2 separate regions of the Pan troglodytes genome follow, and region 1 is linked to region 2. A link is a contact called in public HiChIP or PLAC-seq data. All regions are on one chromosome and are shown on one strand. The core of a region is the stretch at or near the end of the contact, and the rest is flanking DNA. Distances in the headings are between cores, read along the strand shown.

Evidence for each region. HiChIP or PLAC-seq counts read pairs in DNA pulled down with a chosen protein or histone mark.
Region 1: an H3K4me3 HiChIP or PLAC-seq map of stem cell-derived excitatory neurons shows a contact between it and region 2, with 4 times the contacts expected there. The contact joins the promoter of SGSM2 here to the promoter of PRPF8 in region 2. A contact is called at or near these places in 1 of 7 Hi-C or Micro-C datasets (induced pluripotent stem cells) and 1 of 1 datasets of contacts at active chromatin or transcription factors (stem cell-derived excitatory neurons).

What each region holds. Positions count from the first base shown.
Region 1 is chr19:12,828,883-12,833,620 of NHGRI_mPanTro3-v2.0_pri, forward strand. It overlaps SGSM2 (small G protein signaling modulator 2), which reads left to right and starts at 2,792. Exons shown (of 24, transcript XM_511260.8): 1 at 2,792-2,929. The coding sequence starts at 2,873. It overlaps TSR1 (TSR1 ribosome maturation factor), which reads right to left and starts at 2,700. Exons shown (of 15, transcript XM_003315291.6): 1 at 1,515-2,700; 2 at 1,218-1,321; 3 at 692-911; 4 at 443-577; 5 at 1-79. The coding sequence starts at 1,611.
Region 2 is chr19:12,166,863-12,171,367 of NHGRI_mPanTro3-v2.0_pri, forward strand. PRPF8 (pre-mRNA processing factor 8) reads right to left here and starts at 1,381. Exons shown (of 43, transcript XM_016931138.4): 1 at 1,239-1,381; 2 at 931-1,041; 3 at 1-161. The coding sequence starts at 1,030.

The DNA of each region.
Region 1 (4,738 bases), core at 1,542-4,041, 660 kb after region 2:
TCCACTGCTTTACTTAGCTTCTTCCTGGCATCTATTTGTTTCTTCAGTGGGAGGCCAGAAATCCCCTGGACAGCTAGTGCTGTAAGCGAAAGAGAAAACGCTTCATGACCTACTGCTTCATTACATAAAAATCCCTGTGCAGTTCACAAACAACCTAATAGCTCAGTTGCAAGCCCAGAGATCACTGGGAAGCCCAACACTGAACTACCCTGAAGGAATTTCACAGTGAAATCAAACTTCATATCCTTGTTTCTCTGGGCAAAGGACAGCCAAAAACAAAAAGACACCCTGAGTGATAATCTGTAAACAATGGATCAAGTTTAATCCATATGTGTACATCCCGCCACCAGCTGAATATGATCCATCACTTGTATTCCTGTATCAAATGCCAGGCATAGTGCCTGACAAATTAAAGGTGCACAATAAATGCTAACTCACTTACTATAGGTCGGAAGGCCCTGAGCAAAGAGGCAGGAAAGACAGTAATCGCCGGTGCTGTCCCAGCCTTCTAGTGGATCAAGGAGGAACAGGATGGTATCAGCTACTTTAGCCATGTCTAACACAACGTGCAGATCCCCTGCAGATAGAAGACACACTAAGAAGAGGTGGTTGGCACCAGCACATTATGCTAAAAAAAAAAAAAAAATACCACTACTCAAACATAATACAAAATATTGGTGTATACTCTAACCTGGCCTTGCTGAGGTGAAAAACCACCGATGTTTCAAGCGGGGGCATAGCAGCATAAAGTTCTGGGTGTTTCCCAATTCATTCAAGTGTACTGTTCCAGTGTCCCTATCTTGAAGCAGCTGCATGGCTTCTGGCAGGGAAATTCTGCTGTGCAGGGGCACCACCAGTACCTGATGAGGAGGGCCATCCTTGCCACCCAGCTGTCTCTTCTCTGCCAGAACCTGAAAATAGAAAGATATCCGAGAACATCTCAGTGTCTCAGTACTTCACTCCAGCATTGCATTTCCACTCCCACAGATGCTCCCCCTACCCAAAACCAGCATCTCTCTAGTAAAAGACTACAGGTATGCCAGCGGGGTGGCAGGAATTCTGACCAAAGCAAAGAATGCTAGACCTGCACGCTCGACACGTGCTCTAGGGCTATGCTCTGTCCCTGGACCCTCCTCCCGGTCTCATTTTCCACTTCGAGGCATTAGCCACCTAGAACACCAGAGAAGCCGCATTCTCCCAAATCCCGCTCCTCTCACCGCCTCCTTCTTCTGCTTTCGGAGCTGGCTGGCGCGATGCCTCTGGTCGACTCTGCTGAGTTCTTTTCTCACCTTCTTGCTTAGGGTTTTCAGTGCTAGACGGCCTGAATGGCAGATTAGAAGGGGCTGGTGTGATCGGCCCCACAACAAGGTCAAGAAAAGGGACTCCTCTCCGCCCACCTTAGAAAGGGCCTTTCGCGTGGAGCCCAGACGGGAGACAGAAGCTCAGTCTGGGCATGGGGAAAAAGAGTTAATAACGGCCAAATAGCCCTTATTCCTTCTACGTTATCTCCTTACCCTTGCCGTCCCGCTGTGCAGATCCCCGACCCCGATGCCGTCCGCCTTTATGAGCTTTATTCTGCTGCTTGAGCGGGCCGGGGCGGTGGGCCGCCATGCCGCAGCGCGCGTGTACGGAGTCAGCACTGCTTCCGGGCCAGGACAAGCGCTTCCGGTCCCCTCCAAGGGGGCGGGCCCTCCAGGGGGCGGGACTCCCTGCGCCCTCTCGCGAAGGCGTTTTCCAGCAGCTCGTGAGAGCGCCGTGTTACCGGGTTCGCCAATCCGCGCTGGGAACTTTTCCCACTTCGCAGTGTGTGGTTGGGGGCTTGAAGGCGCCGGATGTAGACTGTCGAGCCTCGGGCTGTTGGTCCAGCAGGGCTGTTTGTACCCCTTGCATTGTCATTTTTTTGCGCTATAAAGCTGCATCACATAGAAGCATGTTGACTGGAAGGCTCCATTCGTGCCGAAAAGGCCTAAGCCCTTCCTGTCACCTAGATTCGGGCACTTTGCTCTTCCGTTTGCAACGGCATGTTCTTTATCACTCTGAGCAACCTTTCTTCTCCCTCGATTCCCTAGCGAGGCTTGGGAATCGCGTGGAAGACACTTCTCTCACCTTGCCCGGTTCCGTACCAGCTCAAGCCCGTCCCTGTTACTCCAACCTGCGCCCCGCCTCCCACGGAGCGGCCGGGAAGGACCTTGTGGGACGTGGCGACCCGGCAAGGGGGACTGGCCGCGACCCTCCGGCCGTCGGGCTCGGGCGGCTGCGCTCCCACTAATCTTCCCAGAAACTTGACAACTGCACGGCGACGGCCGGACGGGGATTCAGAGGGGTCACGGGGCCAGGCTGCACCGGCTTCGCCGTGGGCAGGCTCGGACCGCAGGGGACCCCATGCCCGAGCCCCGGCCCCTTCCGTCCCGTCGGGAGAGGGAGCAGGCAGAAGTCAGGGGAGCTTCAGCGGGACCGAGGCTCGCTCTTAGCCGCGGGGCCGCGGGCTCCAGGGCCAGCGCTCACAATGCGGCTTGGCGCCCTCCATGCGGGAGCGGGTGCGTTGCCATGACAGCGACCCCCGTGGCGCGCGCCCGGGTCTGCCGCCCCTAGGCGCGCACGGCCTCTCCCCGCCCCGATCCCCCGTCGCTGTGCGCAACCCCCCTCCGGCTGTGGGAAGGGGCCGGGCCTGCCGCCTGACGTCTGTGCGGGGCTCGGAAGATGGCTGCGGAGCCGAGCACCGGGCAGTGGCTGCGGCGGCGGCGGCGGCGGCGGGCCGGGAGCGCGGCGGGCGGGGGCTCCGCCTTGCGCGTGGGGCGCTGAGCCGAGAGGCGCGGAGGCGGCGAGGGCGCGGGGGCTCTGAGGACCGCTCGGCGCCGCCTCCTGCCACACCATGGGCAGCGCAGAGGACGCAGTCAAAGAGAAACTGCTGTGGAACGTGAAGAAGGAGGTAAAGTCGAGTCAAGAACCCCGGGGGGCTCGCGCCCTGGCCCGCGCGGCCCAGGGGGCAGAAAGGTCCGCGCCCACCCCCCGGCGCGGGCACGCGGGCCGAACCTGGGCCGGGCGGGGCGGGTCCTGGACGGGCTGCGCCTCCTTCCCCTTTCTCGGATGGGGGAGGGCAGCGCCCCTCTGCCCGGGGGACCCGGCCGGCGCTCCCGGCTTGTTTGCTTCGCAGCCCCGCAGCTCCCCGCCCAGTGACGGCAGCGGCGCTGGGAGCCCGAGGCCGGGGGAGGGGTGGCGGCAATGGCGGGGATGGCTGGATCCGGAGCTGCCCATTCAGTGCCCGCGCCGCCAGGGGAGGGGGCGGGGCCCCGCGCGAGCTCCCGCGGCGCAGGTGGGTGTCGTGCGGGCCGAGCTTCCCCACGTCCTAAGTGGGTGTCGTGCGGGCTGAGCTCCCCCTTGTCCGACGTCCGCTGTGCCTCCAGCTACGGAGTGCTCGCTGCCGGAGGAGTGCGCCGCACACCTCAGTTTCTCCCTCCACGCCCACCTCCTTAGCCAGGGACCAGGGGCTTGTTTGGAATGGTTTTTAACACTCGGAAGTTTTTCCCTTTTGAGGGAAGCCCCCCTACTTCAGAAAGAGAAGCAGTCCTTCCCTCTACTAACTCCGTTTACCTTGACCCTGCCCAAAAGCCCATTTCCATTTCGGGTGGGGGGCAGTGACCATGTGAATGACTCACTCCCATATGAGAGCTGGAGAGCTCCAACCCACAGCGCAGCTTAGAATACATTGGGCCTCCTTCCCCTGCCTGCCTCTGTGGCTGTTGTCTGCCTGGTAAGTAAACTCCACCAGGGCAGGAGACCCTCTGTTTCGTCCACTGCCTTGTATCCAGTGCCTGGCATACTGTAGGCACTCCGTGACTGTTTGGTAAATAAATGTGCTGATTTTGGAGACTTCGAGGCCTGGTGTTTGGAAAGCATACATTTTGGAATAGTCTGGACCTAGTTCTGTGTGACCTTGAGTGAGTTACTTAACTTCTATGAGTCTAGATTTCTTCCTCTCTATGCCGTCTCCCATATATATATATATATATAAAAGTTACCTCACGCCTGTAATCCCAGCACGTTCGGAGGCCTAGGCGGGTGGATCACCTGAGCTCAGGAGTTCGAGACCAGCCTGGCCAATATAGTGAAACCCCGTCTCTACTAAAAATACCAAAATAAGCCAGGGGTGGTGGTGCGTGCCTGTAATCCCAGCTACCCGGGAGACTGAGGCAGGAGAATCGCTGGAACCTGGGAGGTGGAGATTGCAGTGAGCCGATATTGTGCCACTGCACTCCAGCCTGGGCGACAGAGTGAGACTCCGTCTCAAAAAAAAAAAAAAAGTTTACCTTAGCTGAGCCCTAATTAGAGTTTCAGGGTTGGGGAAGCGTCTGGGCTCTCATAACATCCTGGAAAGCGGACAGGCGCGGTGGCTTACGCCTGTAATCCCAGCACTTTGGGAGGCTGAGGCGGGTAGATCACGAGGTCAGGAGTTCCAGACCAGCCTGGCCAAGATGGTGAAACCCCATCTCTACTGAAAAAAAAAAAATACAAAAATTAGCCAGGCACAGTGGTGGGCACCTGTAATCCCAGCTACTCGGGAGGCTGTGGCAGGAGAATCGCTTGAACCCAGGAGGTGTGGTTGCAGTGAGCCAAGATCGAACCATTGAAGTCTAGCCTGGGCGACAGAGCAAGTCTCCGTCTAAAAAAGAAAGCTGGGCATGGTGGCTCACGACTGTAATCCTAGCACTTTGGGAGGCTGGGGCGGGCGGATCACGAG
Region 2 (4,505 bases), core at 131-2,630:
AACCCTTTTGTCATGGCGGAACTTCCTGTTGGTCATGTCTCCATGGTCTCGAATGATCTTCCTGACATGTTCTGGGGGCATGTCTTCCTTCTGGGCATCCACAAACCCAAACTTCCGCTTTTCTGCATAGCGCTTGGCCTGCAATTGCTGCCATTTTCGAGCTGGAAAGGAACCTCAGTTTAAAGGCCTGCACACCCTCGCCTAATCCTCTTCACCTCTTGCCCTAGGGTAAGCTCCTGTCAGTGAGTGTGAGGGAGGAGCAGGCACCAGCAGGAAGAAGCACCCCTTGCCAATTCCCTTACCATTTTACTCTATTTTTCCTTTCATCACATTGATCACTATCTGACTTTTTTTTTATTTTTTTGAGAGTTGTTTCGCTCTGTCTCCCAGGCTGGAGTGCAATGGTGCGATGTCGGCTCACTGCAACCTCCGCCTCCTGGGTTCAAGCCATTCTCCTGCCTCAGCCTCCCCAGTAGCTGGGATTATAGAGACGCGCCACCACACACGACTCATTTTTGTATTTTTCGTAGAGACGAGGTTTCACTGTGTTGGCCAGGCTGGTCTGGAACTCCTGACCTCAGGTGATCCGCCCGCCTGGGCCTCCCAAAGTGCTGGGATTACAAGCGTGAGCCACCGCGCCCGGCCTGACATTTTTATTACAGAGCCTCGAGGTTTTGTTATTGTCTATCTCTCCCGCTGTAATTTAAACCCCGTAAGGACAGGAATTTTGTCTCCGTCACTACTGTACCCCCGCTGGATCAGCGCTTGCAAATAATACGCGCTTAAAATGACTTGATGAAAAATTAACTGGAAATAACAAGGGAGCTGACACCTCAGGAGCTGCCCAAACGGGGAGGGTCCCCACCCGCCTGCGCGCGCGCACACCCGCCCCGCCTCCGGCCCGCGCGCCGCTCCACACTCCCGCCTCACCTTTCTCCTGCAGCTTCTCCTCCGACATGTAGTCCGGTAGCGGGGCTAGAGGGCCAGGCACCGGGTTACCCGGCCCTCGATAAGGAAATACTCCGGCCATATCCGGAGAATCTGGGGAGCGGCGGGATAAAAAAATTCACTAACCACAGGCCCGGGCCCACAAGAAGCGCAGCAGAAAGGCGTCCGGGGACCCCGGCCTGCAGTCCCGCCACACAGTGCATCCAGCCCCGCCCGGCCTAACCCCTTCGGTCACTCGCCCCGACCCGACCACGCCTCCCGCAGCCCGGCCTTAAACGCCTGCCACGCACCTCACAGGCCCTCACACAAGAGGCCGCTTTCCCCGCAGCGCAATGGCGGCCAGTCTGCGTCCGCTCCTCGTTCCCAGCGCCGGGAAGTGCGCAACCCGAGTTCAGCAGTTGATCCAGTCGGCGCCGAGGTGCTCAGATGGATTAGTGAGACGACCAATTAGAGTTGCACACTGCGCCGAGGAGGCGGGCCCATAGGCGGAAAGGCTTTGAACGCAAGGGGGTGTGGTCGGGGTGAAGCCCCGCCTCCTCCATTTCCGAGGCTGTTTCTGGGGCCTCTGACAGACCTCAGCGTGATGGGCTCCCGGCGTCGCACTGTGAGAGACCGAAGTCTAAAGGGTTTGAATAAATTTGCCAAGATTGCGCATTGTACGATGTCTGTTGTCATCAATGTGTACATGCAATGCAGTACTAGCTCCTGGACAGTCATTTGTTCATGCATTCATTCATTTAACCATCACTGTCTACCAAGGACGAGGGATAAAGCAGGAAAAAAGACAACCAGTAGAGTTCACAGGGGAGCAGAAAGGCAGGCAAGAATTAAGACCTTGGCCGGGCGCGGTGGCTCACGCCTGGAATCGCAGCACTTTGGGAGGCCGAGGCAGGCGGATCACTTAAAGCCAGAAGTTCGAGGCCAGCCTGGCCAACATGGTGAAACCCCGTCTCTACTAAAAATACAAAAATTAGCCGGGCGTGGTGGCGGGCGCCTGTAGTCCCAGCTACTCGGGAAGCTGAGGCAGGAGAATCGCTTGAACCCGGGAGGGGGAGGTTGCAGTGAGCCAAGATCGCGCCACTGCACTCCAGCCTGGGTGACAGAGCGAGACTCTGTCTCGGGGGAAAAAAAAAAGTCTGAAATTCCGTGGAGGGTGCAGAGGAATTGTAACCCATACAGCCCCTGAATCTAGTTGAGAATTTACAAATCAAAGTGAAATAATTAGAAAAAAATTCAAAGGATGTCAATGTGCTTTCAGAACGGTAAAAATTTTTTAAATATTCCTTTTGTTTTTTTGAGACAGGGTCTCACTCTGTTGCCCAGACCGGAGTGCAATGGCGCGATCTCAATTCACCACAACCTCCACCTCCCAGGATCAAGCAATTCTCCTGCTTCAGTCTCCAGAGTAGCTGGATTACAGGCACGCGCCACTACTGCCGGCTAAGTTTTGTATTTTTAGTAGAAACAGGGTTTCACTATGTTGGCCAGGCTGGTCTCAAACTCCTGACCTTACGAAATCCTCCTGCCTCGGCCCTCCCAGAATGCTGGGATTACAGGCATGAGCCCCCATGCCCGGCCTGAAATCTATTTTTTAATGCAATGGGGAGTTTCAGCAAGGGCTGGGTGTTCTGAAGGTCCCTACAGTCAAAAAAGACAGAGGAGAATTGTTAAAGATTTGATGGAGATGGATGGATGTGAGGATTTCATAAAGGTAAATGGAGAGGAAGGAAAAAGGTAATCCCAAGTGGTAGAACTACTAGAAAGAGTTAAGAAAGAAGCCGGGCACGGTGACTCATACCTGTATATCCTAGCACGTTGGGAGGCAGCGGCGAGAGGGTTTGTTAAACTCATGAGTTTAAGACCAGCCTGGGCAACATACTGAGACCCTCATCTCTACAAATAATAAAAATATTAACCAGGCATAGTGGTACATGCCTGTAGTCCCAGCTACTCGGGAGGCTGAGGTGGGAGGATCATGATGGCACCACTGCACTCCAGCCTGGGTGACAGAGTGAGGCTGGTTTCATAGAAAAAAAGTGGGGGTTTTGGTTTGTTTTTTGTTTTTTGAGGCAGAGTCTCGCTCTGTCGCCCAGGCTGGAGTGCAGTGTCACAATCTCGGCTCACTGCAACCTCTGCCTCCAGGATTCAAGCGATTCTCCTGCCTCAGCCTCCTGAGTAGCTGGGGTTACAGGCATGTGCCACCACACCCGGCTAATTTTGTATTTTTCGTAGAGATGGCGTTTCTCCATGTTGGTCAGGCTGGTCTCGAACTACTGAGCCCAAGTAATCTGCCCACCTCAGCCTCCCAAATTGCTGGGATTTCAGGCGTGAGCCACCGTGCCAGGCCAAAAAAGGTTTAGAAATAGAAACTAACATGGCATGCTCTGAAAATAGGCACCATATCAATCTGGCTGTGCTAGAAAGTCCAACATCATCATTATCATCCTCATCATCATCATCACCATGGTAGTGAAGTCCTTTCACCTGTGTAAGGTTCACTATGTGCCAGACATTGCTCTAAGCCCTGGTGAAATCCTACTATGGTCTGTAGTTTCATTAAGAGTATTGTGGCCGGGCGTGGTGGCTCACTCCTGTAATCCCAGCACTTTGGGAGGCTGAGGAGGGCGGATCACGAGGTCAGGAGATCGAGACCATCCTGGCTAACACGGTGAAACCCTGTCTCTACTAAAAATACAAAAAATTAGCCGGGCATGGTGGCGGGCGCCTGTAGTCCCAGCTACTCGGGAGGCTGAGGCAGGAGAATGGTGTGAACCCGGTAGGCAGAGGTTGCAGTGAGCCAAGATCGGGCCACTGCACTTCAGCTTGGGTGACAGAGCAAGACTCCGTCTCCAAAAAAAAAAAAAAAAACAAGTTCTGGGGGGTGGGCAGGGGGCAGCTGTGGTGGCTCACGCCTGTAATCCCAGCACTTTGGGAGGCTGAGGCAGGTGGATCATTTGAGGTCAGGAATTCGAGACCAGCCTAGCCAACATGGTGAAAACCTGTCTCTACTAAAATACAAAAATTAGTGGGGCATGGTGGCACATGCCTGTAATCCTAGTTACTTGGGAGGCTGAGACATAAGAATCGCTTGCACCCGGAGGTGGAGATTGTAGTGAGCTGAGATCATGCAATTGCACTCCAGCCTGGGTGACCGAGTGAGACTCTCGCTCAAAAATAAAATAAAATAAAAAGTTCTCAAGCTACGTGAAGGGTACACAAGAACTCTCTGTACTATTTTCAAAACAGCATTATTGAGATAAAATTTGCACTCCATGGCCACCATGCTGGCTCATGCCTGTAATCCCAGCACATTGGGAAGTCGAGGCGGGCGGATCACCTGAGGTCAGGAGCTCGAGACCAGCCTAAGCAACATGGTGAAACTCTGTCTCTACTAAAAATACAAAAATTAGCGGGGTATGGTGGCGCATGCCTGTAATCCCAGCTACTTGGGAGGCTGAGACGTAAGAATCGCTTGCATCTGGAGGCAGAGGTTGCAGTGAGCTGAGATCGCGCCATTGCACTCCAGCCTGGGCAACAAGAGCGAAACTCTGCCTCAA